2 separate regions of the Mus musculus genome follow, and region 2 is linked to region 1. Evidence: chromatin contacts called from public HiChIP or PLAC-seq data. All regions are on one chromosome and are shown on one strand. The core of a region is the stretch at or near the end of the contact, and the rest is flanking DNA. Distances in the headings are between cores, read along the strand shown. Region 1 overlaps Pde4a (phosphodiesterase 4A, cAMP specific). Region 2 holds the start of Mrpl4 (mitochondrial ribosomal protein L4).

What was found. HiChIP or PLAC-seq counts read pairs in DNA pulled down with a chosen protein or histone mark.
Region 2: an H3K27ac HiChIP or PLAC-seq map of embryonic stem cells shows a contact between it and region 1, with 5 read pairs. The contact joins the promoter of Mrpl4 here to the enhancer-like site in region 1. A contact is called at or near these places in 1 of 15 datasets of contacts at CTCF or cohesin (large pre-B cells), 1 of 484 Hi-C or Micro-C datasets (the G1E-ER4 cell line), 3 of 115 datasets of contacts at active chromatin or transcription factors (the SCID.adh cell line and embryonic stem cells) and 3 of 9 other capture datasets (adipose tissue, liver and pancreatic islet).

What each region holds. Positions count from the first base shown.
Region 1 is chr9:21,199,654-21,206,469 of GRCm38.p6, forward strand. Pde4a (phosphodiesterase 4A, cAMP specific) reads left to right here. Exons shown (of 15, transcript NM_183408.3): 8 at 1,568-1,764; 9 at 3,545-3,643; 10 at 3,735-3,899; 11 at 4,671-4,770; 12 at 5,317-5,471; 13 at 5,638-5,760; 14 at 6,492-6,674. Among named protein-coding and RNA genes, the nearest start is that of Keap1, 36 kb to the right of the region's middle. Within about 2 kb of position 5,023, at least 73 of the 459 cell types and tissues checked have an H3K27ac peak or open chromatin away from gene starts, as enhancers often do. A contact at or near this core is called in embryonic stem cells, where this site is marked.
Region 2 is chr9:21,000,832-21,007,320 of GRCm38.p6, forward strand. It overlaps Mrpl4 (mitochondrial ribosomal protein L4), which reads left to right and starts at 1,906. Exons shown (of 9, transcript NM_023167.2): 1 at 1,906-2,166; 2 at 2,253-2,319; 3 at 2,423-2,573; 4 at 5,303-5,354; 5 at 5,996-6,113. The coding sequence starts at 2,110.

The DNA.
Region 1 (6,816 bases), core at 3,773-6,272:
CACACACACACACGCAACGAGCAGGGTGTGTTGGCACAGTCCTCTGATCCTTGTTCTCAGAGTGTTAAGTCTGAGAATTGTAAATTTAAGGACAATCTGGGCTGCACAGTGCTGTCTCAAGAAGACAAAATAAAATAAATCGAAAATTTCTCTCACACAGCCTTTAATCTTGATTATCAGGAGCAGAAGCGGGAGATCTCTGAGTGTGAGAGGCCAGCGTACTCTATAGAGCAAATTCCCGGCCAGCCAGTGATATGCAGTCAGACCCTGTCTAAGAAACAGAAAAGCAAAACCAACATGGAAGTAGAGGATTGGTACCCAAGGTTGCCCTCTGACCCCCGCACACACACACACACTTAATAAAAGAGAGTCAGTATGTTGGCACATGCCATTCATCATGACCCCCAGGAGACAATGACAGGTGGAACTCAGAATTCTAGCCAGTCATAGTGATTCCCCTGTCTTGAAAAGCAAAACAAAATAGAACAACAACAAACCAATAAAAGACCAAGTGTAGTGGTACACACCTTTAATCTTGCACTCAGGAGGCAGAGGCAGGCAGATCTCTGAGTTCAAGGCTAGCCTGGTCTACAGTTTGAGTTCTAACATAGCCAGGGCTACACAGAGAAACCCAGAAGAGGGCATCCAATCTCATTACAGATGGTTGTGAGCCACCATGTGGTTGCTGAGAATTGAACTCAGGACCTCTGGAAGAGCAGTTGGTGCTCCTAACCCCTGAGCCATGTCTCTCCAGCCCCAAGAAACTTTTTTTAAAAATAAAGATAGAAAGAAACTTCATGTGAAGTAGTGGAGCATACCTCCAAAATCCCAGCAGTCAAAGGCTGAGGCAGGAAAATTTCAAGTTCCCAGGCCTGCCTGGATGACATGATGAGACCGTGCCAAAAAATGTTTCAAGACCGGGAGATTCTGAGTTTTAAGCCTCCCTCCAATAGCTAAGGTGTGGTATGTCTTAGAATTCTGAGGATGCAGCCAGTGGGTTGGTTGCATGCAAATTAGGTCCTCCAAGGTCATAATGGGGTCAGCCCCACTGGTTCTCAGAAGCCTTTGAAAGCTCAAGAAAAGAGTCTCTGTGGCTGCTCTTCAGGCTGACTGGTGCCAAGGGGTGGGGGTGTCATGGATCCAGAGACCTCCCTTCCCTCTCACCTACCAACGATGTCACCTCCCATCACTACCCTCAGCCATCAGAGTGGTATCTTCCCTGGCCAAGAAGGTCCCCTGGCTATCCAGAGTCAGCAGCAGCAGCAGCTCACTTGGGGGTCTTCATCCCACATCCTCATGTCTCATACCATGTTGTGGCCCAAACTGGGCACCAGTCTGAGGGTACTCCACAGTCCAGGATCATCCCTAAGACCCCCACTCCTGCCCACCACCTCCCAGAAAACTTCTTTCATGAGTCCTGGTTTCCAGCCTCAGAACAGAGAAGAGCATTCCCTGCAGAAGGATGGCCTCATAGCAAGTGAGACATCTCAGGACACCACCACAGGCTGAGGGATGTGGGGGAGCCTCCTGGAAAGCCATCCCATGCTTCTTACCTGACCTTTGACAGACAAGCAGCACGAAGTGGAGATCCCATCGCCCACGCCGCGACAGAGACCCTTCCAGCAGCCCCCACCAGCAGCAGTGCAGCAGGCCCAGCCCATGTCTCAGATCACAGGGCTGAAAAAGCTGGTACACACCGGAAGCTTGAACATCAATGTCCCACGATTTGGAGTCAAGACAGATCAGGAGGACCTCTTAGCACAAGTAGGTGTAGGGAGCGGGGCTCAACAGGGGAAGCCTTGTCTGGGAGGCATCCATCAAAGGGCAGGGGCTTTGGGGCTCATGTAACCCAGGTTCCCAGGGTGCAGAGTCTGACATGTTGTGGGGTGGAAGGGTCAGAGAGTGACTCCAACTTGCTCCACCAGAACCTTGGATTTAGACAGTCACTCATTCTGACACACTTGTGGCCAGCCCTGGTACACGGCTTTTTAATCAGTGTTATAAACTGAGTTCGTGGTGTGTAATGGATTCCGAGGAGACCAACAGTCCTCCTCCGACCCCAACACAACTGAGGTCTTATGAGCAGCTTACAGTCCGACAGAGGTCTGGGGGTCGGCCCGGCTTGCTTCCCAGCTTGTGAGCTTATGGGTATTAGAGAAGCCTGGCATGCTTATGGTCCCAGAGTCCCTTCCCAGCACCGCATGAGCCCAGTGTGGTGGCCTGTGACCCTAGTACTGGGGAGGTAGAAGCAGTGGCGCACACCTTTGATCCCAGCAGAGGCAGGCAGAGGCAGGCAGATTTTTGAGTTCTAGGCCAGCCTGGTCTACAGAGTGAGTTCCAGGACAGCCAGGGCTACACAGAGAAACCCTGTCTCAAAAAACCAAAAAAAGTAAATAAATAAAAAGAGAGCGAAAACAATAAATTTGGGGAGGGGGAAAAAAGGAGTTACAGAGATGCCTCAGCCACTAAGAGGGCTTGCTGCTCTTGCGAAGGTTTCTAGTTCAGCTCCCACCATCCATGATTCGGAGAGGAGGCCAGGGGCTCACAGCAATTTTAGCTCCAGGGATGGAGCACACCTTCTGGCCCTGTACACAAGTAAAACACAGAGATACGCATACACATAAATGGTTTTTTCTTTCTTTTCTTTCTTTCTTTCTTTCTTTCTTTTTTTTTTTTTTTTTTTTTTTTTGAGGCAGGGTTTCTCTGTATAGCCCTGGCTGTCCTGGAACTCACTCTGTAGACCAGGCTGGCCTCGAACTCAGAAATTTGCCTGCCTCTGCCTCCCAAGTGCTGGGATTAAAGGCGTGCACCACCATGCCCGACTGTTTTTGTTCTTTTTTTTTTTTTAAAGAATTTTACAAAGAAGAATGATTGAGGAAGACATCTTAAGGTGACCTCTGATCTCTGTGGATATGCATACCTGCACACAGGCACACACACATACAAAGATATAGTCTGTCTTAAAGTCCATGTATCTGGCCCATGCTTTTAATCTCAGCACTAGGGAGGCAGAGACAGACAGATGGCTGACTTCCAGGACAGCCAGGACTACAAAAAGAAACCCAGTGGTGGGAGGGGTGGTGCTGGAGAGATGGCTCAGTGGTTAAGAGCACTGGCTACTCTTCCAGTTCAATTCCCAGCAACTACATGGTGGCTTGTGACCATCTGCAATGGACCTGATACCCTCTTCTGTAATGCAGGCATACATGAAAATAGAGCACTCATATACATAAAATAAATATATGTTGGGTTTTTTGGTTTTTTTTTTTTTTTTTTTTAAGTTTAAGGCAAGCCAGGTGGTGGTGGCACACGTCTTTAATCCCAGCACTTTCGAGGCAGAGGCAGGCGGATTTCTGGGTTCCAGGCCAGCCTGGTCTACAAAGACAGGGCTACATAGAGAAACCCTGTCTCAAAAAAAAAAAAAATGTCCATGCATTTGAACTTTATGCAATTTGTGAACAGTAATGAGGCTCAGAGTCCTAGGAAGTAGCTTTCCTGTCCCTGAACCATGCAAGCTCCTGACTTCTTACCCTGTCACTGCCAGGAACTGGAGAACTTGAGCAAATGGGGCCTGAACATCTTTTGTGTGTCGGAGTACGCTGGAGGCCGTTCACTCAGCTGTATCATGTATACGATATTCCAGGTGATGTCGAACAGGGAGCTGGCTGGGATCCAAGGGGCTGGGACGGGGCATTGGGGGTCAGCAGGAGTCACTGCTCTGCTCTGGCTCCCAGGAGCGGGACTTACTGAAGAAATTCCACATCCCCGTGGACACCATGATGACATACATGCTGACGCTGGAGGACCACTACCACGCTGACGTGGCCTACCACAACAGCCTGCACGCAGCCGATGTGCTACAGTCCACACATGTGCTGCTGGCCACGCCTGCACTGGATGTGAGTGCCCGCCTCCTCCTGTCTGTCCCTTCATCTCCTCTAGCCCATTTCTCTAATCCTATCTTCTCTTGTTTTTGGGGGGTGCTGTTGCCTATGTGTGGAGGTCAGAGAACAACTTTTGGAACGGAGTTTTCTGCCTTTTTACTATGTAAATCCAGGAACCAGACTCAGTCATGTTTACCTGAGTAGCAAGTTCTTTTACCCAGTGAGCAGTCTTGCTAGTGTCTGTTTTGTTTTACTGGCCTGTGTGTGTGTGTGTGTGTGTGTGTAAGGGGGCACACGGGGCATGTGTGGAGGTCGGAGAACACTCCTTTGTGTCTTACCGTCCCTTTACCTTGTTCCAAGTCAGGATGTCACTTGTTGCCACACATCCCCAGACCAGGCTGGTGTACAGCTCTCATAGAGATCCGCCTGCCTCTGCCTCCTGAATGCTGAGATTAACACCTTCATTTTTGAAACAGGGTCAACCACTGAGTAGGGGAGATTGGCCAGGGGCCCCAGGGACGCAGCCCTCTCTCAAAGCTGAAATTGCAAGATCAGCCCACAGGCCTGGCTTTTTAATGTGGGGTGTGGGTTTGAAGCTCAGGTCGTCATGCTTGCGTAGCCAGCACTTTACTGGTTCAGCGATCATCTGCCCAGACACTACATCTATCTTTCTCTTCCTCTTCTTTCTGGAGTCCCATCTTCCTCATCTCTGTCTGGGCTGTCCCTTTTGTGTGTCCCCTCTGTGTCAGACTCTGCCTCTCTCTCACTTCTTCTCCCTGCCCCCAGGCCGTGTTCACAGACCTGGAGATTCTTGCTGCTCTCTTCGCTGCTGCCATCCATGACGTGGACCACCCTGGCGTCTCCAACCAGTTCCTAATCAACACCAGTGAGTGGCTTTTCAGGGCGGAGACAGTTAGGCTCAGGGCGTGGCCATTTGGCCTAGAAGCAACATCTGGTTGAATGGAGGTGGGAATAGCCCCTCACGTTGGGATGAAAGTATGGAGGTGGTCTAGCTGGAACCGGGGCTGGTCAGGATGAAGGTGGAGCCTGTGTTGTAGAGATTAGACCACCTGGGCTAGGGGAGGAGCTGGCAAGGCTAGCTTTGGGGCTTAATATATTGATGGGAAACAACCTGCCTGTGAACCTGGTTTATGGGGCGTGAAATTAAACCAACTGAGCTAGGGGTGGAGCCAGCCAGGTGGGGGCGGGGCTTGTGAGGATGGGATGGGCCCGCTAGGCTAAGGGTGAGGACGGCCAGAGGAGGATTGGAGCAGGAACAGTCTAGGCGCCTGATGCTTGGTTTATTTGGTGAAGCACCGATGTGGCAGAGGAGGGGGCTGGGACTAGTCAGTCTGAAAATGAAGCCAACTGGAGACTGGGCGCGCACGGGGCGGGGCTTGGTACCCAGGTGGTACCACGTGGTACTCTGCAGATTCGGAGCTGGCATTGATGTACAACGATGAGTCTGTGCTTGAGAACCACCACCTGGCTGTGGGATTCAAGCTGCTGCAAGAAGAGAACTGCGACATCTTCCAGAACCTCAGCAAGCGCCAGCGGCAGAGCCTGCGCAAGATGGTCATCGACATGGTGGGCGGGGCCAGCGCTGTGGGTGGGGCTTGGTGGCGGGGCGGGCCTTAAGAACCCTGCAGTTTGGCAAAGGAAAATAAATCTAGGGCCAGGGTAGGTAACAGAGTGGATGTCAGGGGGAGGGTGGGCAAGCTTTCTTCCCTGACTTGACATATCTTGCTTTTAGGTGCTGGCCACAGACATGTCCAAGCACATGACCCTTCTGGCTGACCTGAAGACTATGGTAGAGACGAAGAAAGTGACCAGCTCTGGAGTTCTCTTGCTGGACAACTACTCTGACCGTATCCAGGTGCCCCAGATGCCCTCTTCCTCGTTCGTGATTGCCTCTCCCATCTTCCCTTTCCAACACATGCCCCTCCTTCCTCTGTCAATTCCCATATGTCTCTTTCTCAACCTCTTCCGTCTCTCTCCAACCCTCTCCCCTGACGTACCCCACTCAGCTTCTCTCACCACACACCCATCTTGCCCCAGCTGTCTCTCACCTCTCTCCATTTCCCTCACACTTCTTGCCTCAGCTTTCTCCTTCACTCCAATTCACCTGCCCAGCACACACATACACAGACACGCATACACACACATGCATTTGTGCATTAGCGCGCGCGCACATACACACACACACACACACATACACATTCAGGCATACAAGCACATGGAGTTAAGAAAACCTTAGGCCTAGTGAGCACCCTTAATCCCAGCATTCCAAAAGTAGAGACTGGAGGATGGCCACAAGTCCAAAACCAGCTGGGACTCTATTTGGAAACCCCTTTTAAAAAGTCAAATAAAGCCACTAGAAACTAAATCTGAGTGTGCTGTTGCATCCCTGTGTCCCCAGCACTTAGAAGATGGGGGCAGGATCAGAGTTTGAGGTCATCCGCAGCTACATAGCAAGTTCAAGGCCAACCTAAGCTACAGGGGACCCTGTCTCATAAAAAAGACAGGGAGACAGAGAGAGAAGACAGCCAGAGGCCCACAGACTGGGATTCTGCCTGGCCTCTGAAGGCCCCTCCCTGTATTCACCAGGTCCTCAGGAACATGGTGCACTGTGCAGACCTCAGCAATCCCACCAAGCCCCTGGAGCTGTACCGACAATGGACTGATCGCATCATGGCTGAGTTCTTCCAGCAGGGTGACCGAGAACGGGAACGCGGAATGGAGATTAGCCCCATGTGTGACAAGCACACAGCCTCTGTGGAGAAGTCTCAGGTACGGCGGGTACAGGGCCTCGGGACAGCTTACAGGAGTAGCTTGGCCCACCTCTCCAGGACGACAAAATCAGTGTCTGACTCTTTGGTAGTGGGCTCATCGGAGGCAGGTCACTCCCATTTTGCAAAGTTATGTTCACAGA
Region 2 (6,489 bases), core at 656-3,155, 200 kb before region 1:
ATTTTCATCTCAAGCCAGGAATTCCACCCTTTGTACTCCTCATTTACAAAAGAATCACAATTTTCCCATTATCCAGGTGATGAAAAGGAGGTTGGCTCAGAGACCAGAGTCCAAGCTCTGTCCAGCCCTCATAGTGGATGGCAGTGAGCCAGGTGTAAGCTCTCAGCACCCCCTGAAGGTCAAGTGTGGAACAGAGACAAACCATAAACTCTTTCAATTATCTTTGGAGAGGTTCTTAGTGAGGTGATCTGGATCTGTTCATGAGGTAATTTTTTTTTCCCCTCTGCCCTGGGAGAGTCCTAGAAGGACAGGGGGCAGGATCCTGGATTAGATGTGAGTGGAGGGACACAGGGCTGATAGGAGGGATTTCAGAGGGATATAGCCAGCCCTGGAGAATCTAAGAAATACTGAAAGCTTTCTGGCAGGACTTTCATTTAAAGAATCAAACACATCTGGAAAGAGGAGGCTGGAGGATTTCAAGATTACATACTGGAGTTCTCTCTCAACAAATAAATAAACCCCATAGGGGCTGGAGAGATGGCTCAGCTGCTAGGGCACCTAAACTGCACAAACATCTTGATCTTTAGCACTAAATAAACCAGCATGGTGGCACATACATATAATCTCAGGACTCTTGAGGTGGGGGGCAGAAGAATCAGAAATTCAGCCGGGCATGGTGGCGCATGCCTTTAATCCCAGCACTCGGGAGGCAGAGGCAGGCGGATTTCTGAGTTCGAAGCCAGCCTGGTCTACAGAGTGAGTTCCAGGACAGCCAGGGCTACACAGAGAAACCCTGTCTCAAAAAAAAAAAAAAAAAAAAAGAATCAGAAATTCAAGGTTACTCTTGACTACACAGAGTTCAAGGCCAGCCAAATCAGACCCCTTCACACACCAAAGAGAGGGGGAGGGAAGATCAGATAAAATTAGATTCACCTGGTCATGTAAGCATAGCGGTGCAGACAACCAGCAATCCAGACCTCCGGAAGCCAGACAGGGAGACTCTGAACTCAAGGTCATCCTTGGCTACACAGAGAAGCCTTGTTTACAAAAGAATAGGATGGCGTTTGAGATGGCTCAGCTGGTTAGGTGGCTTGCCACCAAACTGGATGGCCTGAGTTCTATCCACAGAGTGAAAGGAAATCGCAACTCCCTTGAGTTGTCTTCTTACTTCCACACTCAAACACAAAAATAAATTAAGAAAACTAAAATAGGAGCTGGAGAGATAGCTCTGTGGTTAAGAGCACTGTCTGCTCTTCCCGAGTTCGATTCCCAGCAACCACATGGTGGCTCATAGCCACCTATAATGGGATCTGATGCTCTCTTCAGGCATGCAAACAGAGCACTTATATGTATAAAATAAATAAAATATTTCTTAAAAGTAAAAAATTAAAATACATATATATTGAAAAAGCGAAAAATAGCCACATGACATGGACATGGCACACACCTTTAAAATTTTTTTCTTAATTTCCAGACAGGGTCTCACTCTGAAGTCACTATGTACTATATAGACCAGGCTGGCCTCGAATTGCAGTGTTGCTTCTGAGTGCTAGAATTAAAATCATGCAACACCACGGCCCAGCCCAGCACACATCTTTAGTCTCAGTACTCAGGAATCAGAATCATGTGGATCTCTCTGAGTTCGAGGTCGCCCTGCGCTGCATAGGGTGAGTCAGGAGTGAGACCCTTACTCTAAAAGACAAAAGTCAATTCATATCAATAATGGTAAAGGGAGAGAAAGACACAGGAAAAAAATGTAGGCAAAATACGCAGTGTAGCAGGAGGCTCATCCACGTTCAATAAAAAAGATAAACGCTTATTAGCCAGGTACCGCCCAGGTATGGGCGGACCCTCCATCAATACTTGAGGTTCATTGGTTAAAAGAGAACCGCGTCTCTGGGGTTTGCTTCCCGGCACCCGGCTCTGGCTCTCCGGTGTCGGGGCTTCCGGCTGTCAAGTGGAGCTGATCCACAGCCTCAGGCTTCGGGACCTGGCGCTGATGGCGGCGGAATCGCCTTCGTGACGTACCCGGCGCACATACGACGTCATCAGCCACCGCCGCGAGCGTCCGTACCGCAGCGACCTCGGCGCTGCGAGAGGTCCTCCGAGATGCTGCGGTTGTTCCAGGCCGCTTCCCGGGCCTCGCTTCGACTCTCTGGCTCCCGGGTAGGGCACTGAGCTGAGGTCAAGGCCGGAGGTCAAAGGTTGAGAACCTCCGAGAGCACCTCTAACTCCCGCCTGTCATTTTCCAGGTCATCCACTCTCTAGCGGAAGGCGCGGAGCGGCCGGCCGAGATTTCAGAGCCGCGAGATAGCGCTGGTGAGACGACCGGGACCTTGACACACAGAGTGGGGGGAGATAGCACAGAAGGTACTGAGCTTTGATCCTGACCCTTGACCGCTCATTTGTCACCCCCCGCCAGGTCTCCTAGATCCTGTTTTGCGCAAGTGTGAGCTCCGGATCCCAGTGCACCGGCGTCCGGTGCAAGCCTGGGTCGAGTCTCTCCGAGGCTTTGAGCAGGAGCGCATCGGCCTGGCGGAGCTGCACCCCGACGTGTTTGCAACGGCGCCTCGGTGAGTGCAGGGTGCAATGGGAGGAACTTGCCGTGGTTTCTCCACTTGACAAAAGGGGTGATCAGTTTCGCTGCTACAGGGCTGGAAGGCGAATGACTCAACCCTGCTGTCACCCTGACCTATTACATCCTGCCTTGCTCTCTTGTGCTTGGGTCTCCGTTTTGTCAGACCTCAAGAAGTTAGGTGACAGCCGGGTGGTGGTGGCTCATGCCTTTAATCCCAGCACTTGGGAGATAGAGGCAGGCAGATTTCTGAGTTCGAGGCCAGCCTGGTCTACAAAGTGAGTTCCAGGACAGCCAGGGCTACACAGAGAAACCCTGTCTCAAAAAACAAAAACAAAAACAACAACAACAACAACAACAAAAGAAGTTGTGTGACGACTAGGTAGATTAATCCACAACAGAGAAAATTCTCTAGAAGTGTTTTTTATTAGGGCTGGAGGTGTGCACTGTTAGAGGGCTTGCCTGCATGCACCTTGTCCTGGGTTCCCTTCTATAGCATACACATGTCCTGGTAACCCACACCTCTAACCCCACCAGCACTGTAGAGGTGGAAATAAGAGAATCAAGAAATTAATGGTCAAGGTTGCATAGTGAGTTCCAGACCAGTCTGGGCTACATGACACCATAAGTAAAAATAAAAATACTGGGCTGGTGAGATGGCTCAGTGGGTAAGAGCACCCGACTGCTCTTCCGAAGGTCCGAAGTTCAAATCCCAGCAACCACATGGTGGCTCACAACCACCCGTAATGAGATCTGATGCCCTCTTCTGGAGTGTCTGAAGACAGCTACAGTGTACTTACATATAATAAATAAATAAATCTTTAAAAAAAATAAAATAAAATAAAAATAAAAATACTAAGTACTGGAGAGATGGCTCACTAACTGCTTTCCAGAGGTCCTGAGTTCAATTCCCAGCAACCACATGGTGGTGGCTCACAACTATCTGTAATGGAATCTGATGCCCTGTTCTGGTGTGTCTGAAGACAGCTACAGTGTGCTCATATGCATAAGATGAATAAATAATCATTTAAAAAAGTAAGTAAATTCTATTAACATGATTTAAAAAAAATGACATCTAAGAAGGCCAGATTTTTCAGCATTTGTCTGTAATAGCAGCATAGGAGAGGCTGAGACAGGATGTAAGCATCTGTGTGGCTACTTAGAACCAGTTGTAACTACAGTTCTGTAGGAACCGATGCCCTGTCCTGGCTTTGTGGGTGCCAGGCAAAGATACATACTTATATATACAGGTGGGACACACATGCTCATAACCAGGAAACTCATTTTGTTTGTTTGTTTTGTTTTGTTTTGTTTTTCAAGACAGGGTTTCACTATGTAGCCCTGGCTGTCTTGGAGCTCATGTAGACCAAGATGGTCTTGAGCACACAGGGATCCTCCTGTCTGCTTCCTAAGTGCTGGGGTTAAAGGTGGGCATAATATCATGCCAGGCTGCAACTTACTTTTTACCATCTCCATGATGAGCTTGGGTTTTTTGTTTAATATTTTAGCCTTTTGGTGGTGAGGGAAAACTTGTATATGTGGCAGTAAGGACAACTTGAATGAGCTGGTTTCCTCTTTACATGTGTATGTGTGTGTGTATGGCATGTGTGTTCCATGTATACATGTATGCATGTGTGCATACACAAGTCTGGCTTTACTGCAAGTGCCTTTACCCACTGAACTGTCTCACTGGCCTACAGAATTGCTTTTGTTCAACATACTGCTCCACACAGGTCCCAGTAGCATTTGACCACTGTACACTTAAAAAACAGCTAGTGTTAACTACTGAGATGACAAAATATTTACATCTACTTGAGTAAATATATTCTAAAGGGCTGAGGAGACAGCTTAGGGGGTATGTGCCACACAAGTGTGAATCCCTGAGTTTGGACCTTAGAACCCACATAAAGTGATTGTGGTGGAGTGTGTCTGTGATCACAGCACATGCATGGAGAGGGGAGGGGAAGACAGGAGAGCCCCAAGAAGCTCCAAGGCTGGCCAGTAGAGCATCAACAAGCAAGAGAACCTGTCTCAACTGAGTTGGAAATCAAGGGCCACACCCAAGGTTGTCCTGTGACTCCACCTAATACTAGTCACTGTCACCTGTATTTACGTGTATGAGGATTTGCCTGAATGTGTCTGTGTGTACCATACTACATGTGTGATATGTGCAGTGCCCTCAGCAGCTGGAACAGGTTAGAAATGGCGTTAAAACCAGCTATGAGCTGCTTGGATGCTAGGAATTGTACCTGGGCATCTACAAGAGTAGCAAGTACTCTTAACCACTGACCCACCTCTCCAGCACTCCTGAGTACTTTGAGCTTGATCCAGCCAAGACAAGAGCATTTCAGAGAGAGAGAGAGAGAGAAAGAGGGGTGGAGGGAGAGAGGGAGGGAGGGAGGGAGAGAGAGAGAGAGAGAGAGAGAAAACACATCTCTACTCTTTGGTTTTTAAAGGTGGAGTCTTACCATGAAGTACAGGTAGGCCTTTAATTCTCCATCCTCCTGCCTCAGCCTCCTGAGTACCAGGATGATAGGCATAGCTGCCAACTGAGGCTGGACTTCGTGGTACAGAGACGAGCTTGAGTTGTGGTAGTGTCACCTGTGGTTGGGGAAGAGTAGAGGACAGAGGGTCCCGAACAGAAGAGCCAGGTTTCCTTTACTAGGATGCAAATGTGGGAGAGTTTCACCTGGGGTGTCCCTCTGAGGTCTCCCTTCCCTTTTCCAGGCTGGACATTGTGCACCAGGTCGCCATCTGGCAGAGGAACTTCAGGAGAATCGTGAGTGTCCTGAGTAGCTTGGCATAGCTTCCCACTGGGCTCAGCGGCCTGTGAGTGTGCTCTCTGGAAACAACCCAGCTCAAGCCTTGGCTGCCTGTTCCAGTCAGGCAGGTCCCTTCTCAGGTCGTAGTTTAGCACCCATCCCTGTAGCTGTTATGGTAGGGAAGCTGCGACCCACCAGATCCCTGCCCCACAGGACCAAGTCTAGTAGGAGACATGAATGAACATGAGCAGTTAGAGTGGGCTCGCATGCTCAGGAGCAGTCTCCCCAGAGAGAGGTACTGAGTGCAGGTGGACTGGGTAGTAGGCCCAGAACCTCGGTGGCTGGGCATTTGCTCTGTTAATAAGTCACCACCATCCCACTTGGGAATTTCTTTTTTTTTTTTTTTTTTATTATTATTAGGTATTTTCCTCGTTTACATTTTCAATGCTATCCCAAAGGTCCCCCATACCCACCCCCCGGGAATTTCTACTATAGAGCCGTGTCACCGGTACTCACTAGATGGTTGCTCTACTGCTGGGCCATGCGCCAGCCAAAGGACCATTTCTCAAGGTGGAGGACTCTGGTCCCTAAGTTCCCCGCACTGTCCCCTTGACAGTCTTCTCTGCCTGAGCCTACCCCACCCTCTTTGTACCCACAGAGCTATGCTAACACCAAGACCAGGGCTGAGGTGAGTGGTGGTGGCCGCAAGCCCTGGCAACAGAAAGGCAGTGGCCGTGCTCGGCATGGCAGCATCCGTTCTCCCTTATGGCGAGGAGGTGAGTGGGCCACAGAGGAGAGGGTGTCAGATGACCCTTGCCATGCAGGTACCCACCATTGTCGTGATAGGGGACACCTGGGTCCCCAGCTTATTAGCCCACTGGGGCATGAGAGGCCTGCACCACCAAGCCTGGTTTATGTAGGCAAGCCCTAGCACCCCCTCCTTCCCTTTTCATATCTGTTTATTTTCCTTTGAAACTAGATCTTGCTGTATGTCCCAGGCTGTTCTTGAACTTACTTTTTTACTTCAGATTGTTGTACTAGAGTTGGATGGATGTACCTTCATGCCTGTCCATCTCCACCCCTCCTCCTATCTAGGCTTTCCTTGCCCACTCTTCCCATGGTACCTAGCAGGATCTTCTGGCCCCTCCCACT